Regions from separate parts of the Triticum aestivum genome. Here region 1 is linked to region 2. A link is a contact called in public Hi-C data. All regions are on one chromosome and are shown on one strand. Each heading gives the region's core, a stretch centred on a gene start, on an enhancer-like site or on the middle of the called end of the contact. The rest is flanking DNA. Distances are from core to core; before and after follow the strand shown.

Region 1 (5,608 bases), core at 3,057-5,556, 860 kb before region 2:
ATTTTTAAAAGGCAAGAAACCCCAAGAACGCGGCACGTGCCCGCTCATCCTCACGTGGGGAGCGGACGCTGCGCGTGCCAGTGAGTTTTTTTTTATGCGAGACCCAGGCTTTGAACCTAGGTCGACCGCCCCACTACAGGCATTACCACCGCGCTATCAACATGTTTGTTGATGTAAGCGCTAATAGTAGAAGCTATCAAGTAACCCGTTGTCCAAGTTACCAAGTCACAAATACTCTAACTGCAATCGCACTGCGAAAATCCTATGGGAAAATAACTCTGACCAAATATGCTAATGCAGTATACTCCATTAATGTAATGCTGAATTTCTACGATTCTTTATGTTGTAAGACAACAAAGTTAGAAAATATACATTAGCCAATTTATTATATCGGGGATTAACTGTGATGAATTTCCATTGAGCCAGGCACTATTAGAGCTGCCTATTGCTTTTCTGAAGCTATCTCAGTTTTTTTCTAAACAGAGGCAAAAGATTTGCCTCATGGATTAATTACGGAGAAGTTATCTCAGATTTCAGGGATTAACTATGATGAATTTCCATTATGCGGGCACTACTAGAGCTGCCTATTGCTTTTCTGAAGCTAACTCACATTTCAGGATTCTGCAAGGTTTAACGTTTGTTTGACCGATCTCCTTGGCTCCTTGCTTGTAACTCTGATAGGTTAGATGTCAGTATTGCCCTCGTGGATGTGGCGTCGTTTCTTCTTCATAAACACGATATGACTAATTTGTTGTGTGCCTATTGAAAGTGAATTAATCAAATCTGGATTCACATTTTTTAGGTAGGAAAGCGAGTCCTGAAATGGGCCACGCCCCGAGGAGGTTGGTCTCTGCCCTCTATGTAAAGCCACCATGGGTGCCAATTGAAGTGAGAATCGGTCAGAAGTGGAGACGAGCAAATGTTTTAAGGCAAGCTGATCGCAGGGGACTCTGTCTTGTGAGCATCAGAGGGCCGGCGCCCGAGTCTGACCCTATAATGGTACCGCTATCAACGATCCGGATACCTTCCGACCCACCTGTCGCCAGAAAAAGACCAGACACTCGCCCTAATTTCCGAGTGAAGAAGCCCAGGGACGCTGGTGACGCCGCCGAAGGCAGCAGCGAGTAGGCTGCTGGCTCACTGTTCAAGTGTTCATTCACTGTGTGATAGCTTATGCTTGATCTGTATGTAAGTTGGAAAAGAAGTCTTTTTCTTCTTCATGGACAGATGCTGTGATGTGTGATTCTGTATGAAACAAATTTGTCTGAACGTACCAACTGCAGTTCAGACTTGCTTTATTGTCAGTAAAATCAGGGGTTCAAGGCATCATGGTACTAATGATTTCTTTTTGACACACCACGAAATGAGCTAGTTTCCCCTACCATCTAGACAGCGTGACAAGGATACCAAAATTTATCAGGTTCACTTGAGCACCAAATGGATGGAAGACATAAATTTTCTTACAGCAGAATGTAGCCATACCAACAGTGACCAAATCGAGGCTGATGGTGCGTTAGGCATTCATCATACGGTATATAGTGGTCACGGCCAACTGTCAAAAACTTATATGGGGTAGTATTTGTTCTGAACTACAGTTAAAAAAAACAGCTGATACACAGTCTGCAACACGGATGCTCGCAGTTCCCAGCTTACGGCGCAAGCACAGATTCAGAAAAAATCTACAATTGGAAAGTTGTGAAGCTGTAAAAAATATAAAAAATATAAACAAACGAGGATAAAGAAATGCATACTCCTTCGGTTCCAAAACATTTGTCATGTTTTTAGTTCAAAGGAGTAGATAGTAACAGGAAGAGAAGGGGCGCCCCAGCTTCTGTCAATTTCAAAGACCCTGGTAGTAGTACAAGACGACACAACATCGGACACCGGGGATGAGTTCACTCACAGCCCAGTTGAAAATCGAAACTTCGCCACCGCAAAAAGAAAAAAGAAAAAAAGAAATTCGAAACTTCGAATGCAAATTACAGAGGCAAACTTCATCATCATCAAAGAAAAAAGGCCACTACTACAAGACTAGCACATGGCAAGTCCATTGGCAACATCTCCCTCCATAGTGGGCCCGGCAAAGAGTGCCGCAAGACGAAATATCAGGAAGCAATTGGCCGTTATCTTCGGGCTTAATCCTATTGCGCCCCACCATTGTCATCTGGAAATCCTGCCAGTGTGAAGAGCAGTTAATTAGCACACTGAAGCTATTTCTGAACACACAACTCAGACAAAGCAAAAGGTTTGGAAGCGCATTTATCTTATTCTGTGAGTGGGATTCAGATTTCAAAACACTAAAAGAATGAAATGAGAAGAAGCGCATTTATCTTATTCTGTAAGAAGCATATTTCTAAACACTAGAAACTGAAACGAGAAAAGGTGCTTCTTGCAAATGAAATATACAGCAAGTAGTAACATCTGAGACAGTACAGATTGAAGAGGAAGTTCAACTGATACCTGCTTTTGCAAGGTTGGGTGTGAACCATATGGGAGGGAACCACGTCCTCCAGGGTTCAGGATCAACCAACCTGGTCCTGCTATTGTTCTCCAAGTCGTACACCCCTATGTCACGGGGATCATCTTCGCAGTCGAATAAATCTTCATGATCATCATGAGTATAATACACATGGTTTGACATCAAGCCTGGATGATCCAACCAACCTGGTCCTGCTATTGTTCTCCAAGTCGTACACCCCTATGTCACGGGGATCATCTTCGCAGTCGAATAAATCTTCATGATCATCATGAGTATAATATACATGGTTTGACATCAAGCCTGGATGATCTTTCACGCTAAAGCAAGATGTCGTGCGTTTCCCAGTAAACAACGCACAGTCACCTATCCCTGCCATCTTAACACGCTTTTGCTCGACAAAATCAACCTTGTACACTTCGAAAGCGGTTGCATACGTCTCACCAACCGGTTGTTCAGGATCCCAGTCCCTCTCCTTGTAGATTTGGAGAAAATCTCCCCATGGTGCCTGAAGAATGTAGTACCTCTGGGCCACGTCAACCATATCTGGTAAAATCCTTCTGTGGATGACGGATGGTCCATCCAGATTGTACATATCGATCGCGCCTTCTTCAGTCACTGCATAGAAACAGCCATCATGGTATATGCAATCTGCGTAGAAACTATGCATTTGGAGCCAGTTCCACCGAGCATCTCCCACTTTGGCGAACGAGAGCTGCCAGTACGGCTGATGGATGAGCATGACAATGCATTCACCTGTTGATGGATCAGACGATAAAATCGCCTTTATGTAGACAACTTCACCGCACCTATCCAAAGAACATCCATATGGTGTACTGTACACCCTCGGAAGCTTTCCGTGGTAGAAAGACACCTCGTACTTTTCAAGAACCCCATCGCCGTTTAGGACAGGTTTGACATGCTCCATGGTTGTCACGGGAGGGAGTGCAATCTTGTCACCGGTGATAGGGTTGAGCAGCATCAGGTCAGATTTTTCATCCATGGTGACTAGCCATCCGTGTGATGAGCCAATCCAGTTGCTGATGGGAGGTTCAGGGAGAGGCATGGAGTAGGCCTTCCGTTCGGAGAGACTGTACATGCCAAGAGCCTTCACACCGGCGGCCTCGGTACAATAGAGTAAGCAGGGGGTCTGCCGACTGGGGCAGACACCGCTGCCGCGGACCGTGGAGCTTTTGCCAGAATGTGCAGACGGCGGCGGATCGGAGGAGGTCCGGGCACTCGAGCAACTGGAATATGCTGATCAGTATGTCCGCTGGTAGCCCAGACCAATCTGGAGCTGGACCTCCCATTGGGGACGGACAGAGACAAATACCACAGCTTTAGAGCAAGTCGACTAGAACCACACGGGCGGCCGGAGCTGCGAATCAAAGAGACCAAGACTGCGGCAGCTCCGGCGGCTACTCCGGCCGCGTTCTGATGCAGATCCTTCCCACCCCAATCCAATCCGGGAGAGAACCGGATATGCCTGCCCTGCCCGGTCGAATCTGATTTGGGAACGAAACAGTGAAAACCAAGGAATCCGCCGCCACTTTTCCGTCCGTCCCGTGGGCTGCCCTCGCGACTCACGGGACGATTACCCGCCGCCTTACCTTCAGCTCCCTCACCCACGTCGGCCTATGTCGCCGCCGCCGCCGGCGGCATGCCCGCGGTGGCGGCAGGGCCCCTCTTCCACCTCCCTCTCCTCCTTTTGATGCTCTCTCCCTGGCGACCTCCGCCCTTCTCGCTGCGGCGCGGCGGTCTTGGCGGGTGCGTCGGGGTGACGCGCTCGTGGAGGTCCCGCCCGGCGGCGTGTGCGTCTCGGCAGGGAGCAAGCGTGCCGTGCCGCGGTGGGTTGGCTGTGCGGCCGATTCAGGCCTGGGCTGGGCCGCGCGGTAGATTTTTCTGTTTTTTTAATTGTTTTAGTTTTCTACTATTTCTGAATCTTTGAAAGACAAAAGATCCCAGGAGGCCGAAACGGCCCACAAGGCCTAAAAGCAACACAAGCCGGCCTGCAGCCGTGTCGGGCATGGAGCTTGGGAGCTCCTCCTATTTGACGCTCTCTGCGTCAGTCGAGCGATCTAGGCTCGCTAACAGTAGATCACGCTGGAATAAAAAAAGAAGAGATGCCAGGTTTCGAACACTAGACCCACCGCTCCCGAACATACGATTCGAACCAGTTGAGATAGCTCGCTTTCTTGATCACAAGCATTGCAAAACCTTAAGAAAACTAAAACGCCGATCCGAACGTTTTTAAAAAATTTAAACACAATTTTTTTTCAAAAAAAAACGTGAATGTTTTATCAAAAGCGAACATTATTAGCTTTTTTTTTACAAATTTTATGAAAGCTCAAACATTTTTCAACACACAAACGAATTTTGGAGACGTGAACATATTTTTTAGAACGGAAACATTTTCTAAACTACCCAAAAAACTGAACAGGAACAACTTTTCAAATTCCAAAACAAAATTTGGAAACACGAAAAACTTTTGCACGCGAATTTTTATGAAACTCCAGAACAAAATTTGAAAAAACGAACATTTTTCGAAACTCCAAAAAAACTTGTAAATATGAACATATTTTGAAATTTGTGAACAAATTTTGGAACGAGAACATTTTTTCAAACTCCCAAACAAATTTAAGGAATTGCCGAACATTTTTTCAATTTGTGAACAAAATTTGAAAAAATGAAAATTTTATAAATTTGTGAACAAATTTGGAAAGCTGGAACACTTTTTAAAATTCCTAAACATTTTTCGAATGCAAACAAAATTTGAAAAAACGAACAAGTTTGAATTTGTGAACAAAAATAAAAAATTGAATTTGCAAACAATTTCTTAAATGACGAACATATTTTAAAGGTTGAGAACAAAATTTGGAAACACGAACAATTTTTAAGTTTCCGAACAAATTTTGAAACATGAAATCTTGAAAAAGAGAAAAAACTAAAAAAAGGAAACGAAAAAAAACTAGAAAAGGAAAAAAGGAAAGAAGAAAAAAGAAAAAAAGAAAAATATAAACATAAAAAAATGAAATCCGGTTTAGGGAACCTTCCAGAAGGTCCCCCAAACCGGTAAAACCCGGCTGGGAGACTCTAGAAGGTTCCCAAAACCGAAACTGCCGCCTACAGTGG
Region 2 (5,756 bases), core at 792-3,291:
TCCTTTGTCGAAATTTTTGTGCGGCTGCTGGTATCGACAGTCCTATTTACACCGTTCAGCCCAGTTGAACCTATGACTAGTCTCGCGGCGATGGGTGTATGCAGCGTATGACTTGACTTGTCGAGAAAATGATATATGGCCTTGTTGGATTCCGTTTTGAGTCTTGAGCTTGAACGATCTTCGCTGAGGTAGACCGAGAGGTTGTCGCGTTGCTTCAGTGTGATCCCACGGTGACAGATGCAGATGAAATGTAGCAGGAGGTCAGGGTCTCCTCACCTAACGCTGGTACTACTCTGGAGTGGTGACCGGGGCGTGTGAAGTTTTACCGCCACCCATTTATTCCACATACTAAACTCAGGTTGCCTGCGTCCACGTTTCATACCCGATGGCAGTAGAGTAGAGTAAGAGGTGGTAGCAGGTCTGAATTTCGCGTTTGTGGTTGAGTTGTAACGGAGTCTTGCTTTCTTTTTTCAATTGGCATATGCCATGGTCTTCCTCCACACGTCAACCGTCCGGCCGTCCCTTTCCCGTCTTATTATTCCGTGAGCGAAAAAAAAACGCTTTCATATTCTCCCACACACAATCTCACTGCCTACGCAAAGCGCATTTGACGATTCCGTGGGAACATTCCCGGAGCAGGCTAATTTGCTCCGTGTGTCTAAAGTAAGTGCATGTTTCAAATGTGCCTTCGAATATGAATCGCACAAACATGGCCCTGTCCTTAATTGAACAGTAAAGCTATCACAGCATCTACAACCGGACCATCCAAGGCACCTCAAACTGTCTCTATATATGTCCGGGTTATTTGGCATCTTCAAAACCCAGTCCATTCATGGGGATGGTCCGAACACGTCCATCATGTCGGGGCGCACGTTGGCCTACCATGTCTCCACCGTGTCCCATAAATACCCCATTTCGGTTCAAACTCTAGTCAAAGTCCACACTCTTCTCAACCGGTTTGTTTACATTGTCCGTTGTCTCACTGCACGTCCTTGTCCCATCCCCTGCGCCATGGCCAGCTACGGCAATGGTTTCGACAACGTGTCCGATCCAATTGACTGGGCGATGCTCCTTAAGGAGGATTTCCAGCTCATCCACTCTGGATGACGACGAGCTCGCACTTCGCATTGCCCTCGTTCAGTCGCAAATGGATATGGGCAACAACTCGAGCTCTACGGCCTCCCCGGGTGGCCCGGAGGGGCAGCTGTTCGCGCCCTCCCTGGTTAGGCAGCGGGGCGACCGGTGCTGCCTGACACCTCTAGGCCCTGCTCCTCCCTGGCAGCGTTGGGTGCTCGTGCCCGCATCGCCGAGCCGCGCCCGCGGTTGCCAGCCTCCTGCCGGTCAGCCTACGGGTCCTGCAGATCCACGTCGGAGCTGTTTTCGCCCACCGCTGAAGACGACAAGATCCTTCGCGATGTCATCGGCCTCGGCAAAGACGAATGCCCGCCAACACCACCTCAAAAATGCGATGGCACTCCGGATCGGAATTGAGGAGTCCGAGCGCCTCGCGGGGCAAACTTTTCTTTTTTGTAAATCAGATGTATATAGACATGTTTTAGTGTGTTTGTTCATTCATTCAAGTCCGTACGTAGTCCATATTGAATATCCAAACATCTTAGGGCATGTACAATGGTGCTATCTTAGGAGTGCCACGTAGGATAAATGATGAGGTGGAGGAGAGAGAACTCATAAGAAAAGGCTTGTCTTCTCTTATTTAAGATAAAACAAGAGATGATCTCTTAGCACAATTTGTCTCACCATGTTTTAAGGAATTGCTAGTTATTGAAGATAAGGCTAAGATATAACCCATTGTAGACATACTCTTTTGTCATCACTAAATTACATGCAAGATTTAAGATAAGACTATCTTATCAACCATTGTACATGCCCTTATATATGTGAAAAAAGGGAGTAATAACTACTAGGCGAAAAACTTAAGAATAATAACAAGAAAAAACAAAAGGGTCGATTTTCCCCTGAAAAAGAAACGGGAAAAAGGCAGAGGAAAGGGGAGTGCGACCCGGTATAAGAAAACCGAACGGAAGAGCCGAAATGGATGGCGACTTGGATGCGCGAGTAGAAAAAGAGAGGAGGCAGAGAGAGAGAAGAGAGATAGGGAGAGGGTGGCTGCATCATCACCACCACCTCGGAAGTCCTTGGCGAGCGTGCGTGCGAGCTGTGGGAGGGTACGGTTTTTTCAACTCCCCCTCACCTCTCTCCCCTCTCCCTTCGTCTCCCCTCCCCTCTCCCACCACCGCCACCTACCCCGCGCCGCGGCGGCGTCAGCGACGGTACGGCTCCCCCCTTCCATTCCCCCCCTGTTCGATTTCGGGGTCTCCTCCCCTCCAGTCGATCGGAGCTCCTGGCCAGTCGACCTTCTCCTTTTGCCTGATGCGGAAGAGATTTTGGGGATGCCGCGCTGCCGGGGCGGCGCGAGTCTTCCGCGGGTTTCGTTCGGGCGGATTTGGGGCTGTTTGTTTAGCCCCTTGCCGACGCGTTTTGGTGGGATGGAGTGATTCTTAGAGCTCAGGGGTTTAGGCCGGCGGGCGAATATACTCGTGTCGCGTGATTTGATTTGATGGTCGGCTCAGTCCCGATCTCCTCCGCGCTGCCGGTGAGGCGCCCTGTCCAGATGCGGATTGAAGCGGCTGGTTAGGAGTTTTGGTTGGTTTTGGGTCAGCACACACCCAGATCGAGCCCCGTTGGCGTTGGGGATTCTGCTGTCTGATTTCCATTTCTCCTGCTAGGATTTCTCCTGTTTAGGATTTTTGATTGGTTGGTCGGATAGATGGCTGGGTTTGGCCAGAGCGCTATGACGATCTTCTTGGGGGTTTGTAATCAGACGAAGGTAGTAAAACCAGTAGCACTTGCGTTAGGGGGTTGGGCCGGGATTCTCTTTTTTTGTTTTTGAGCATAAATGGAATAGGCTTTTAGCAAATCATTAGCGGATCAAAAGAGCTTATGGCAAAAATTAATGATTACATGGACTGATTGGGTACTGAACATGTCTTTACTCTGCCATACATAGACTGTCATCATTCATCAGCCACCATGTTCTGTATTGATGGAAATGCTAAATACAGTATGTTGGACAGAAAATATATGCTATGTTTAGAAAGGAGGAACTCGGTGCTAATTAGTATCTGTTTTGCTTGTTGATGCCATGCAGGTTGTGATGAAAAGCTGCATCTGTTAAGGGACACAAGTTCTGCTACCGAGTTCGACATGGGTTCAGGAAACCTGATGGTGAAGAAGGTGGTGAGGCCCAGCTCTTTTGACCTTGACATACATCTTGACAAAAGCTGGAAGGAGGATGTGACCTGCCCAATCTGCCTAGATTACCCCCACAACGCAGTCCTCCTGAGGTGCACGTCTTACGAGAAGGGTTGCAGGCCGTTTGTGTGCGACACCGACCAGACCCGCTCAAACTGTCTTGAGAGGTTCAAAGGTGCTTATGAGCTACCTGCCAATGTCAAGGTCTCGTCTATAGCTGTGGCCCCTCTTGATAGCATCCACATCGTGTCATCTCACGCAAACAACCGCCCAAGTTGCCCATTGTGCAGAGGTGATGTTATCGGGTGGATTGTGATCAGCGAGGCTCGTCTGCATCTTAACCAGAAGAAGAGATGCTGTGAAGAGGATTGCTGCTCCTTTACTGGCAACTTCAATGAGCTTCAGAAGCACACACAGCAAAAGCATCCAGATTCACGCCCTTCAGAAATCGACCCTGCCAGGCAAGTTGATTGGGACAACTTCCAGCAATCTTCTGATATCGTGGATGTCTTGAGCACGATACATGCACAAGTTCCTAATGGTATCGTTCTCGGAGACTATGTCATTGAGTATGGGGATGATGATACTGGAGACGACTATGAAGTGCTCCACAGGGTTAGGAGGAAGTGGTGGTCTTTTATTTGTTGCAAGGCATTTTGTAGATATCCAAGAAGCCGAAGAAGAGGGAGAGGAAGGGACAGTAGAGGAAGTGGAAGGAGGAACAGCAATCAGGCTCATCTGGAGAACTTCAATCTCGAGGTTCCGACACAAGCTGTTGACCTGAGGGAACTCAGATTTGATGAAATCGATGATGAGTACATTGTCACAGGGGCCGTACCTAGTATGGCAACACCAGGAAGAATGGCCAGTTTCCATTACAGGTCAGTATAGACAATCTGCTATTCCCTGCCATAGTTATTGGGCTTATATTGTAACCGCATGCTCCTAAAGATGTTCTAAGATGGACAATTATAAGATGTTTTAACCTTTTTTTTTTCTGAAACGGAGGTATATAGGCGCGTTTTAGTGTGTTTGTTTGTTCATTGAAATCTGTATGCAGTCCATATTGAAATGTTCAAAACATCTTATAATTCGGAACGGAGGGAGTATCCAATAGCTGCATACCAGTCCAAACCTTCACCAATATGACTGCTTCCCTTGTACTAACCATCTTCTCCTATCTGTTCTGTATGCATGAGCAGCTGTTTAGGACTTCAGATTTAGCTGCGAATATAAATTTTTTGTGAGGATTTTATGCTGCAAGTAGTAGTAGTTTGAGGCTAACCATCAAATTCAGCATGACTGCCGCCTCCCGCCTTATATAATTTCCTTTCTTATAACAACCTTGATTGAGTTATCTTCTTTCTCTTTCAACTGTGACTCTTTCTAATGTATGATACTTTCTCCAGGGATACAAGATATGGTCGGTGATCGGGCGTACTACTTAACAGAACCAGCTGATAAAGAAAAAGTATTTGCAGCCGCGATGTGATGCCGCAGCCTTCAGGAAACTCCACCCCCTCCCCATTTTTCGTTTCTTTTCCCGCCCGGGTCGTTGCTAGGCGCCGCTCCAGCCCGGACTTCCTGTGCATAAAAAGTAGCAACAGAAACCCTTCGCCGCCGTCCTCGTTCGTTTGCAATAGATTTTCATTTACCGTAGCTTCCATTCTGTATATATTTAGCACCCATCTTATACAGTGATGCCGGTGAAAAGCCTTTTTTTTCTCTTTTTTGGAAATGAAATGAATGTCGGGTGATGCTGCAGCCGCGGCTCACCGGCCCAGCCGTGGTTACAGTTTCTGAATTTGGTTGGTGGTCTCTGAGACGACACCGGGCGCGTTATCTGTCAGGTGAGGAAGCTTCCAGCTTCGAACAAGTGCCTGAAGAGTCACACGGGTGCGGTGCAAATGCGCAATGGCCTGGTTGGTGCAGCACCCACACGAAATTGCCCTTTGCCTGTGCTGCTGCAGGCACTGTAAGCAACGGGGGGCAGCTTGATTGCCTGAATTCATTTGCATGTCGTGTGGTGCTGCGTCTCGCATCTGGTTTAAGGCGCTGATGAGGACAGGTGCGTGTCGGCGGTGTGCGTGCTGATGATGGAATCTCACTTTTGGGTCACGTGCTGGTTCGGGGCTCCGGGTCTATCCGTACACGTTCTGATGGCACGCGTGATGTGCGTGCTGCGTCGTGGTGCAATGCATACGCGCTCTGTGGTTGACTTGGAGCCTGACCAGGATTGTAGTACGTACTACTCCCTCCGTTCCGAATTACTTGTTTTGGATTTGTCTAGATACAGATGTATCTAGACTCATTTTAGTGCTAGATACTTCTGTATCTAGACAAATCCAAGACAAGTAATTTAGAACGGAGGGAGTAGTAGTGTACACGATGCCGACCGTGGGAGTTCTTTAGATCACCTGTGGCCACATGACACGGCGACGTCCCCTCCTTGACATTTTTAACATAAGAATGGTTCATCTTAT

The links. A called contact is a pair of places that touch in the nucleus more often than the background predicts.
Region 1: a Hi-C map of leaf shows a contact between it and region 2, with 4 times the contacts expected there. The contact joins the promoter of LOC123154001 here to the promoter of LOC123148790 in region 2. A contact is called at or near these places in 2 of 5 Hi-C or Micro-C datasets (both in leaf).

The regions. Positions count from the first base shown.
Region 1 is chr7A:630,593,794-630,599,401 of IWGSC CS RefSeq v2.1, reverse strand. LOC123154001 reads right to left here and starts at 4,306. Exons shown (of 2, transcript XM_044572825.1): 1 at 2,461-4,306; 2 at 1,681-2,173. The coding sequence starts at 3,575. The coding sequence ends at 2,613. LOC123148793 (a long non-coding RNA gene) reads left to right here. Exons shown (of 3, transcript XR_006474133.1): 3 at 803-1,326.
Region 2 is chr7A:629,732,092-629,737,847 of IWGSC CS RefSeq v2.1, reverse strand. It overlaps LOC123148790, which reads left to right and starts at 2,041. Exons shown (of 3, transcript XM_044568276.1): 1 at 2,041-2,186; 2 at 3,170-4,154; 3 at 4,683-5,077. The coding sequence starts at 3,226. The coding sequence ends at 4,704. It overlaps LOC123148792 (cytoplasmic 60S subunit biogenesis factor REI1 homolog 1), which reads left to right. Exons shown (of 5, transcript XM_044568278.1): 5 at 1-152.